Linked DNA regions of Mus musculus: regions 2 and 3 are each linked to region 1. Evidence: chromatin contacts called from public promoter capture Hi-C data. All regions are on one chromosome and are shown on one strand. Each heading gives the region's core, a stretch centred on a gene start, on an enhancer-like site or on the middle of the called end of the contact. The rest is flanking DNA. Distances are from core to core; before and after follow the strand shown.

Evidence for each region. Promoter capture Hi-C pulls out the DNA fragments that hold promoters and counts their contacts.
Region 2: a contact with region 1 is called in a promoter capture Hi-C map of pre-B cells, with 4 times the contacts expected there. The contact joins the promoter of Tmem231 here to the promoter of Nudt7 in region 1. A contact is called at or near these places in 1 of 39 promoter capture datasets (pre-B cells), 2 of 484 Hi-C or Micro-C datasets (B cells and regulatory T cells) and 2 of 115 datasets of contacts at active chromatin or transcription factors (astrocytes and pro-B cells).
Region 3: a promoter capture Hi-C map of pre-B cells shows a contact between it and region 1, with 5 times the contacts expected there. The contact joins the promoter of Kars here to the promoter of Nudt7 in region 1. A contact is called at or near these places in 2 of 39 promoter capture datasets (the C10 cell line and pre-B cells), 2 of 115 datasets of contacts at active chromatin or transcription factors (astrocytes and large pre-B cells) and 2 of 9 other capture datasets (adipose tissue and liver).

Annotation. Positions count from the first base shown.
Region 1 is chr8:114,131,847-114,135,188 of GRCm38.p6, forward strand. It overlaps Nudt7 (nudix (nucleoside diphosphate linked moiety X)-type motif 7), which reads left to right and starts at 1,728. Exons shown (of 4, transcript NM_024437.4): 1 at 1,728-1,854. The coding sequence starts at 1,820.
Region 2 is chr8:111,931,990-111,935,331 of GRCm38.p6, forward strand. It overlaps Tmem231 (transmembrane protein 231), which reads right to left and starts at 1,824. Exons shown (of 7, transcript NM_001033321.2): 1 at 1,639-1,824; 2 at 1,371-1,540. The coding sequence starts at 1,777.
Region 3 is chr8:112,009,555-112,012,896 of GRCm38.p6, forward strand. It overlaps Kars (lysyl-tRNA synthetase), which reads right to left and starts at 1,800. Exons shown (of 14, transcript NM_053092.3): 1 at 1,656-1,800. The coding sequence starts at 1,714. Terf2ip (telomeric repeat binding factor 2, interacting protein) reads left to right here and starts at 1,805. Exons shown (of 3, transcript NM_020584.2): 1 at 1,805-2,588. The coding sequence starts at 1,928.

The DNA.
Region 1 (3,342 bases), core at 478-2,977:
CCAGGTTTAGTACTTTTTAAAAGTCTTGGGAATGGGGTTGGAGAGTTCGATCAGCAGTTAAAAGCACAATATATTGTTCTTTCGGAGGACCAGAGTTCAGTTCCCAGAATGCACATCAGGCTGCTTATATGTCTATAATTCTAGCATGCATACAAACAGACATACCTATATACATAAATAAAAATAAATGTAAAATCTCGGGAACTGTGGTACAACTGTTCCCTTAGCTATAATGGGATTCTCATGAGTTCTGAGTACTCTTGTTTTTATGGAATTATTCTTTCATTAAAAAAATAATATAATATACAATGAATTATATTTTTTTACTATACTGATGTAGGGATGAATTCAGTTTTTGACTCATTCTTATATATTACTTAATTTTACATTCAATTTCTTTGAATTTTAAGAGAAGAAAAGAAAAATAAAAAAGAAGTAGAAGACATGAATTGGGGAGGCAGATGTGGTTGGGGGTTCTGGGAGGAAAATGGAGGGGTATGGAAGGTGGGTGTTATTGTAATCACTTACAATAGATACATTGTACTCATGTGTGACATTAGGGAAGGATATATGAATTGTAAAGCCCATCATTAAGTTTGTGTGTCAGACACTATGCCAGTCTTTGGAGAAGCCTGCCTTGCTCCCCTCTCCCCCCCCCCCCCCAGTCTCAGTTCCGGCCAGCCTCCCCGCTCAGCTCACACTCTCTCTCAGCTCTGTGTGAGGTGATGGAGCTCTCCCATTGCTAGGCAGTTCATCCCTGAAAACAGGTGCAGGTGTCAGACAGCAGCATCTACCTACACTGGGGACCTGCCACCCTCCTGGGACTTAGTAGGTGTGTGCTTCTGGGCAGTCTGCATTGCAGCAGGACACTGGAGACATTGATACTGGGGTGGGGGTGGAGGTGTGGAGAGCTACATGTTAGACACTCTCTTTTGGCCAGGAGTGAGGAGCTCGGCCTGGTTTTCCAAGCCCCCAACTCTCCACCCAGCCTCCTTTTCCCCTCCCAGCCTCTGAGCCTACCTACCTGAGTTTCATTCCTGGAACTCACAGGGTGGAAGGAGAGAACTGGCTCCTGAAAGTTGTCCTCTGATCTTCATACATATTCTGTAGCACACACACACACACACACACACACACACACACACACACACACACGCACGCACACACGCGCGCGCACACACACACACACACACACACACACACACACACGCGCGCACACACACACACACACACACACACACACTAGTAAATAAAATGTTTTGTTTTTGGTTTTTGGTTTTCGTTTTTGTTTGGTTTTTCAAGACACGGTGTTTCTCTATGTAACAGTCCTGGCTGTCCCAGAACTCACTTTGTAGACCAGGCTGCCCTGGAACTCAAGAGTAATCTGCCTGCCCCTACCTCCCAAGTGCTGGGATTAAAGGCATGTACCACCATGCCCGGCAAGCGTAATTAATTTTTAATTTTTTAAAATTAAGTACTTTTTACAACTGCTTATTGCAAATTTTCTCACATGCTCCATGGTTTTGAAGAAGCCCACGCTACTAGACAGCAATCTTTTTTTTTTTTTTTTTTTTTTAGTGTATTCAACACTTTAAATCCGGTCAGCACCACCTTCGGACCTAACTCCGCCCCGAACACGCCCTACCTATAGGCCCCGCCCCTAGCACTTCGGGCGTCTTTGAAGGGCCCCGCCCTCAGCCTCTCCTCCCTGAAAAGTCCCCGCCCTCATTCCTAGCTGGGGCTACTAAGCGCATGCGCGTCAGAACTATTTGCTTCCCGAAGTCTCCTGCTGCTAGTAAGAGGAAGTACTGCAGGGCTGATGTCGCGACCTTGTGGACTCCCGGAGCCTGTCAGGTAAAGCTCTCCGGCTCCAAGCACCGGAGCCTGACCAAGCCGGGCTCTGATCATTGCACAGGCCCTATCTATCCACCCTGCAGTTCAGGCTCCTCAGGGCTCCCCTCCAGCCGGAACTTTGCTCTTCTGCTCCTGGGGACAGAGTTGGGGTTTTCACCTAACAAGATTCACACACGCGCAGGCGTGTCCTCATCTCCCAGGGTCACAGCGTTTCCCTTTTGCCAATCCGAGTCACTCTTCAGGAACCCCCACAGCGGAACCTCAGAACCCCAACATGGCCAGACAGTTATGCATCAGCCAAACAGAGTTCAAGTTCCTGGGTGGCTTCTTCCACCCATAACCGAGGTTCTTGCTCAAGGCATTGCTGCTCCCAGCCTGGCCTCAGTACTACAAGGCTGTTCTGAGAACTCAACACAGAATGGGCCAGCCCTGCTCCTATTTTGATGGTATTGTCTCGACACAATTAGACTTTTATTTTCCTGCTGCCTCTGGGCAGTTCTAGGGGTTGTTTAAAAGCCTTCTTCCTCTTTGGCTGGCTAATTGTCTTTTCTGGACAGAGGCCTGTGAGTATCAGCTGTACTGTGTGCCAGCTTTCATTGGCCCTTTCCAGGACATTTGATTGGTTTGCAGCCAGCTCTCTGTCACATGGATGGGATGGGGCTTGTGGGGGGGGGGGGCGGTGTTTGAGAATAAGCAAACCCCTCTAACCAAAGGCTTGTTAAGGATGCGCTAGTGATTAACACTCACAGCTCAGGGCCACCTTGTTCATGAACTGGCCACTTTACCTGCACGGCTACCCTCGAGCAAGTTACAGATGAGGACTTCTCGAGGCTCCAGGAGATGATGGGTAGCCCAGGCTGATCTCAAACTTTCGGTAGTCGTTCTGCCTCAGCTTCTCCAAGCACTAGGAGGTTGCAGGTGTGAGCTAGTTACCGCACCCGGCTCCACCCAGCTTTTGAGATGGAATGAGTTCTGGCTGACCTAAACATCTGGTTTTGCACAGTCATACTGCGGAATAGTGAGAACTAATGTTACACTTTCTACAGCCACTGTGACAAAGTCCTACCAACTGGATGACTTGAGGAATAGCAATTAGCCTCTCTTGGGTCTGAAGGACCCATAATCAGGTCTGAAGTCCATAATCAAGGTATTAGCAGGCACACAATCAGAAGTCTCTGGGGATGTTCCATTGCCCCTTCCAGCTTCTGGTAACTTTCGATCATCCTTGGCTTATAGCAGCAGATTTTGGGTCCCCATTCCCATCTGTCTGTCTGTCTGTCTGTCTCTCTGTGTGTGTGTGTGTGTGTGTGTGTGTGTGTGTGTGTGTGTGTGTGTGTACATCTATGTCTATAGCCTCTTCCTTCAAAGACACCTGTTGTTGGATTGGGAGTTCTCCCTACATTCAGGATGGTGCAATCTCAAGAGCCTTAACTACTTACATCTGCAAAGAACCCATTTCTGAATAACACCACATTCTCAGGCTCTATG
Region 2 (3,342 bases), core at 574-3,073, 2.2 Mb before region 1:
TTATTTCCTTGCAGTTAACAATTACTTTACTTGCTTGCTTTGTTTTCTCTAAGTGCATGAAATTTCAACAAAACGCTTCCACTGGCATTCAGACGTGCATGACTTAAGTCTGGGCCTCACGTCTGTAGTCCCAGCTTCGTAGCTGGCTGAACTGGGCTTACAGCTTGGGCAGGCAACATAGCAATAACCCATCTCAAAAAGAATAAAAAAGCTGTAGGATTTAGTTAAAGCTTTGTTTATTCACTTACTAATTTTAATAGTAAAACGATTGGAGCAAATTAAAAAAAAAAAAAATCAAGGATGGGTAATGAGATAGCTCAGCAGGTAAAGACTCCTGCAGCCAACCCTGGGAATCCAAGCTGGATTCCCGGGACAGTGACAGGAGGGAACTGACCCCTCCAAGTTGTCTTTTGACTTTACATGCCAGCGCTACGCTTTTGAGACTGAATAGCCCTGAGCTTGCTGTATAGGTCAGGGAAGGGGGGGGGCAATCCTGCCTCAGGTGGAGGTTAGAAACAAAATATTTACTAACAAACACCTAGTTAAAGTCATCACTCTGCCCATGTCATTATATGAACGGCAAGGGATGACCGTAAGGAAGCACTTGATTTATGCGAAAGTAAACACTAAACTGCAGCCAGTAAAATGTTTCCCTTACACAGGAGACAGCTGCAGTGTGGCAAAGAGTTGAGAAGCCTAACCCAGACAGGCGTGGCTTGGCTAGAGCAGGACCTGAGAATTCAACCAATCACCGCTTGCCCCGCCCTACCCCGCATCAAGTCTGCATAAAAACACTGGTACTTTCTGTCTTTACAGCTTGGTGATGTTCAAACTCAGCAGCGTACTGGGGTGTACAGAACTCCGCCTACAAGCCCTCAAAGGGGTTTTTTCTTCAGCCACCTTTCCATTCAGAAAATGACCAGCACCAGAAACAGGCTCTGGACTCTTGTTGTCCGGCAAACACAGTGCCTGCACGGCTGCCTTTCTAGGGAAACCTGGAGAAACTGAATAAAACTATCTAGAAAGTTAAGCATGCGCAGGCCAAAGGGACTTTTGTTTCCAACCCTCGTGGCTCCTTAAGATCCAAGCTGTGGGACTGAGAGTGGCTCAGTGGTTAAGTCCTTGCATGCAAGCACAAAGCCTTGGGTTTGATTCCCAGCACCCCATATACCCCAGCAGGGCGTTGCATAGCGAATCCCCGGCACTGGGAAGGTGAAGGCCGAGTATCAGTTGTTGAAAGACGACTTTGGCTATATAGTTTAAGGCAAGCCTGGGATACACGAGACTCTGCTCTCACACCCGGTCAAATGACCCAAACTGGGATCTCACTCCATCCTATCACCCCCAGGATCCGGGCGGGAACCACGCACCGACACGAGCGGGACGCGCAGGTGAGCCCCCTGCAGCCGGTTGAAGGTGGGGAACGTGCTCCAGGCGAGGAAGGCTTCAGGCTCCGGCCCCAGGAGAGCCACGAGCAGCACTTGGTGCTGGAAGCGCACGTTCGGCTGCTCCTCGTAGCTGCTCCGCTTCAGCCAAAACCCTGCGGGAGACAAGGCGGGTTGGGGGGAGCCAGGTTAGGATTGCCGGCCTGGGCCCGCCGGCCGCGCCGTGTGGCCCTCCAGGCCCGGGCAGGCTCACCGTGGCTCCGGAAGGCCACCAGCAGCGGGGGGATGTAGGTGAGCGCGGTGGTCAACAGCAGGAAGAGCGCGGCCTTGGAGCAGAGCCCCGCGCGGTAAGCGCGCTCGATTGGGTGAGAGAAGAGATGGTACAGCGCCATGAGCGCAGGGCCGCAGCGCCGAGTCTCCACGGCAACCGACGGCGGGCAGAGGAACCAATAGCAGGCATGCAGGCCTCTAGAAGGGGGTGGAGCTAGCAGGAGGAGGGTCCTGTGTTAGTGCTGTGCCTGCGCGTCTCTTCAAGAAGGCAACTGTATGGGCTGGTGAGATGGCTCAGCCGGTAAGAGCGCTGACTGCTCTTCCAAAGGTCCTGAGTCAAATCCCAGCAACCACATGGTGGCTCACAACCATCCATAATGAGATCTGACGCCCTCTTCCGGAATGTCTGAAGACAGCTACAGTGGTGTACTTACATATAATAAATAAATCTTAAAAAAAAAAAAAAGAAAGCAACTGTAATGATATTTTCACTCACCAAAGTCTGTGTCAATTGTACAAAATCAGACGTGCATAGATGTTGACATCACCCCATAGATCATCTATTAACTCATGACATAAGGATGGTTGATGTAGCTTAGTTGGTAGAGGGCTAGCCTACTATACAGGAAGCCCTGAGTTCATCTCCAGCACTTCATTAAACCAGGCACCTTGGCCCACATCTGTAACACTAACAACTCTTCAGGTGAAGACAGAAGGATCAGAAGTCCAAGGTCATCTTTAGCTACATTGTGAGTTTGAGACCAGCCAGAGATACTGGAGACTTTGTTTCAATGCAAAAACTCCATTGAGGTTCATACTGAAGTCGGGACATTCCTATAACAAGGCCACCGTCCTAGAACCAGGTACTTTTGTCTTCAAGGTTAATGCTTTCACTATGCCCCATAGCAGGAAAGATAGAAAACAGGAAACAAACCCCCTGATTATTTAAAGGTTAGAACAAAAACAAAAAATAAAAGGCCGGGCGTAGTGGTGCACGCCTTTAATCCCAGCACTCAGGAGGCAGAGGCAGGCGGATTTCTGAGTTTGAGGCCAGCCTGGTCTACAAAGTGAGTTTCAGAACAGCCGGGGCTACACAGAGAAACCCTGTCTCGGAAAAAAAAAAAAAAAAAAAAAGGTTAAAGGGTATTTTACTAAATGGCTCCTTCTGTTGTACTTTGTTAGCTATAAACACTGATACTGTCTTCCCCAAAGTTAGCATTAGCTGATCACTTAGGTAAATACTAACACCAATATCTTAACATGGAAGACAGATTTTTACCTGTTTGGAAGTAGGGTCTTACTATGTAGCCTGTGCTGGCCCTCAATTCTCCTTTCTCCAGGTCCTCTGCAAGAACAATCGGTGCTCTTAACAATTGGGTCATCTCTCCAGCTCCCACCATCTATCTTAATTCTGGAAAGGCTGTCCTCTGACCTCTACATGCCTGTCATGGTGCTCATCTGCATCTATGCACAAATAATGAATAAGTAAATGTAGTGTAACATGTAAGTAAGCTGGAGAGGCCGGTTTTCCAGAGGATCAAGGTTTGACTTTCAGCACCCACACAGGGGCTCAGAGCCAACTGTAACTCCAGTCCTAGGGGATCCAACAGCTTCTGTGGGCACTGCAGACACATGGTCCATAGACACACACGCAGGCAAAACACCCAAACACATGTAGTTAAAATAA
Region 3 (3,342 bases), core at 550-3,049, 2.1 Mb before region 1:
TCTTATAAAAACAAAAAACAAACAAAACTACCTGATTTCATTAGGCAACCGAGGATCACAGATTTGGTATAGACTTCCCTTCAGATATCTGTCCCAGTGCTTCAGAGCAATGCTAGGAAGCACACGAGGAACATATATTTTCATTAGCAGTACCCCGGAAATCAAGAGCCTTGTGCATGGAAGCAGCCATTAAGCCACACCCACAACCGCTGGGAACTCCCATTTTCTCATAAACCCAGGGCCGTAGTTTCTGACTTGGAAATGTGGGCATGAACATTTCTCTTGCAAGATTACTACTGAGATTAGACAAAGTTTGTATAGTGCCAGCGTGGTGTTTAACGGGTAAATTAAAGTCAAAGGTATATTTAAGAAAAGTAACTTGAGGGCTGGGTGTGGTGGTGCACACCTTTGATCCCAGCACTAGGGAGGCAGAGGCAGGCAGATTTCTGAGCTCGAGGCCAGCCTGGTCTACAAAGTGAGTTCCAGGACAGCCAGGGCGCCAGGGCTACACAGAGAAATCCTGTCTCGAAAAACCAAAAAAAAAAAGAAAAGAAAGAAAGAAAAGTGACTTGAAAGCAGCAGTAAGGCTTCCTTAAATTACCTGAAAACTGAGGTACTTTCTTTCGCTTGTGACTCAAAATTCCAACTACTGATTTAATAAACTCACCCATCCTCCGCTAAGGAATCCACTAAACTGCTCACACAAAGGACAACCAACCAGGGAGCCTGCAACCCATAAATTTAAACATTTTCTTTAAAATCCTTCTAAACCACACAAAGCAGAAACACAGCCATAAAAAGGAAACCCAGTTATTATCTAGAAGGTTTCTGGTATTTCCCTCGGGGATCAATAAGGGGATTTATTTATTGCTAGGGTACTAACGAAAGCAGCCATGGTATGTGACAGCTTAAACTAGTTATTTCCTACAGCTTTGGAGGGTACTATGTAGTTCCAGGCACTAAGAAGACATTCAAGTCATTGCTAGTGTTCTGTGGGTCAAGTGGACTAGAGTGTAGTCCTAAAAGCAACCAGTTAAAGGGAGGGTAATCTTATCTGCCTACTCAATTCTGGGATTTGGAGTGTTTTACAAAGATACCCCCAGCAGTGCAAAGGGAGCCTGGTGTATCCCGCTAAATAAGGCCACTTGCTCCCGTGTCACAGATCCTTTGAGTGACACATATGGGTAGGTACACTATTGTTTCAGAACGTACCCCCTTTTAACACCCAAGGTGCAGAATAACCTTGGATAGGCCAAGGATAATGTAAAGGTTCTTCTTTTAAGAACAAAGATATTTAACCATTTTCCAGTCTATCCGTTGGGGGAGTGGTTCAATTAAAAGAGCATTTCTTAGAAGGTAGGGAAAAGTTAGTTTCACTTTTCTTTGCTACCATTCCCGGTTTCTGTGCTGGCTTTCCCTAGGTATGCTCGTCCCTACGGCTAGGACCAGGGAACCCATCAGCCACGCAGTTGATCCTCCTGGGGCATCCTGGAGGCTGTAGGTTCTACGGCACTGCATCTCTGTCCCAGCATGTGCTCACCCACCGGAAAAGACAAGAGGGACCCCAGGCACAGTCGCCTTGGCGGGAAAACTCCAGGCACTTCCCATCGGAACACTGCAACAAGAGACACTTAGAGATCTTCAACGACACTTACTTCTTGCTTAGTTTCTGCTCGCCATCCACTTTGACTTCACTCTCCTGCAGCGTGGCCATCTTCCCCACTGGCCCGACCCAGAAAAAAAAAAATTATGACTAGCGTAGAACTAGAACTTCCAGGTCGTGGCTCTAAGTCCTGCCTCTTCCGGGAAAGAGGGCGGGCCCTCGGCCGGACTCTCGCTGCGCAGGCGCAGTGCTGGGCTCCTCCGGCGGAGAGTCCGTCTTAGTGGTGTCGTTTCTGCGCTTTACTTGTACAGCGGGGCGACAGGTATGGCGGAGGCGATGGATCTGGGTAAAGACCCCAATGGGCCCACTCACTCCTCCACTCTGTTCGTGAGAGAAGACGGCAGCGCCATGTCGTTTTACGTGCGGCCCAGCTCGGCCAAGCGCCGGCTGTCGACGCTCATCCTGCACGGCGGCGGCACCGTGTGTCGGGTGCAGGAACCCGGAGCCGTGCTTCTCGCCCAGCCCGGGGAGGCGCTGGCCGAGGCTTCGGGCGACTTCATCTCCACGCAGTACATCCTAGACTGCGTGGATCGCAACGAGAAGCTGGACCTGGAGGCCTATCGGCTGGGCCTGACGGAGCAGGCGTCCGATCCGAAGCCCGGGGCTTCCACCGAGGGCTCCACGGAACCGGAGCCGCAGCCCCTGACCGGGCGCATCGCCTACACCGACGCGGAAGATGTGGCCATCCTGACCTACGTGAAGGAGAACGCCCGTTCGCCCAGCTCGGTCACAGGCAATGCCTTGTGGAAAGCGATGGAGAAGAGCTCGCTCACGCAGCACTCCTGGCAGTCGCTCAAGGACCGCTACCTCAAGCACCTACGGGGTCAGGAGCACAAGTACCTGCTCGGGAACGCCCCGGTCAGCCCGTCCTCCCAGAAGCTCAAACGGAAGGCGGAGCAGGACCCCGAGGCCGCGGATAGCGGAGGTGAGGCCGGCACCTTCGGGGCTCCGGGGGGCGGGGCTGCCTGCCTGTCAGCGAGCGTCTTTTTGGGCGCCGTGGGTGGCATAGCTCAGCCCCTCTTCTCTGTTGAGGTCCGAAGCGAAAGTGCACCGTTTCCTCTTATCCCTTGTTTTCTGGTTTTAATTTGTCTTTTCATTTAACTTTTCCTTCCCGTTGACTGGATGTTTGTTCGTTGATGGATTTGGGTTTGGGAGGGCGGGGAACTTGAGTCTCTTCGCTGTGTCGCCCAGGCTGTCCCCAAACTCTATGCCTGAAATATTCTCCTGCCTTCGGAGTGACTGAGACTACGGAACAGTAACTAGTTTACAAAAACGGCTCTGTGTTCAAAAGGAACACAGTACAGTATATATGGAAATCTTCTACCCTTCCTACCCACCATACCCAGGAGGTAACAGGGTAACCTGTTTCTGTTTTCAGAAATTTCAAAGATATTTTCCCTTCCCCCTTTTTCCTTCCTTCCTTCCTCCTCTCCTTTTCTCCTTTTCCTCCACCTCTTCTTGCGCCTCCTCCTCCTCCTCCTCCTCTTCTTCTCATCCTCCATCTTTTTTATTTGAGAAAAGGCCCCTGGCCGTTCATTTTAAGATATTGCCTATATTCTGGTCTTACTCAATATAAACTATGTGAATGGCATGGCAGGTCAGTTTACTTTCCGTATTTTGGCTTAACTGAATGTACTTCTATATAAAGAGGAAAGTTGCTTTGTGGTCTTCTTAGGTGA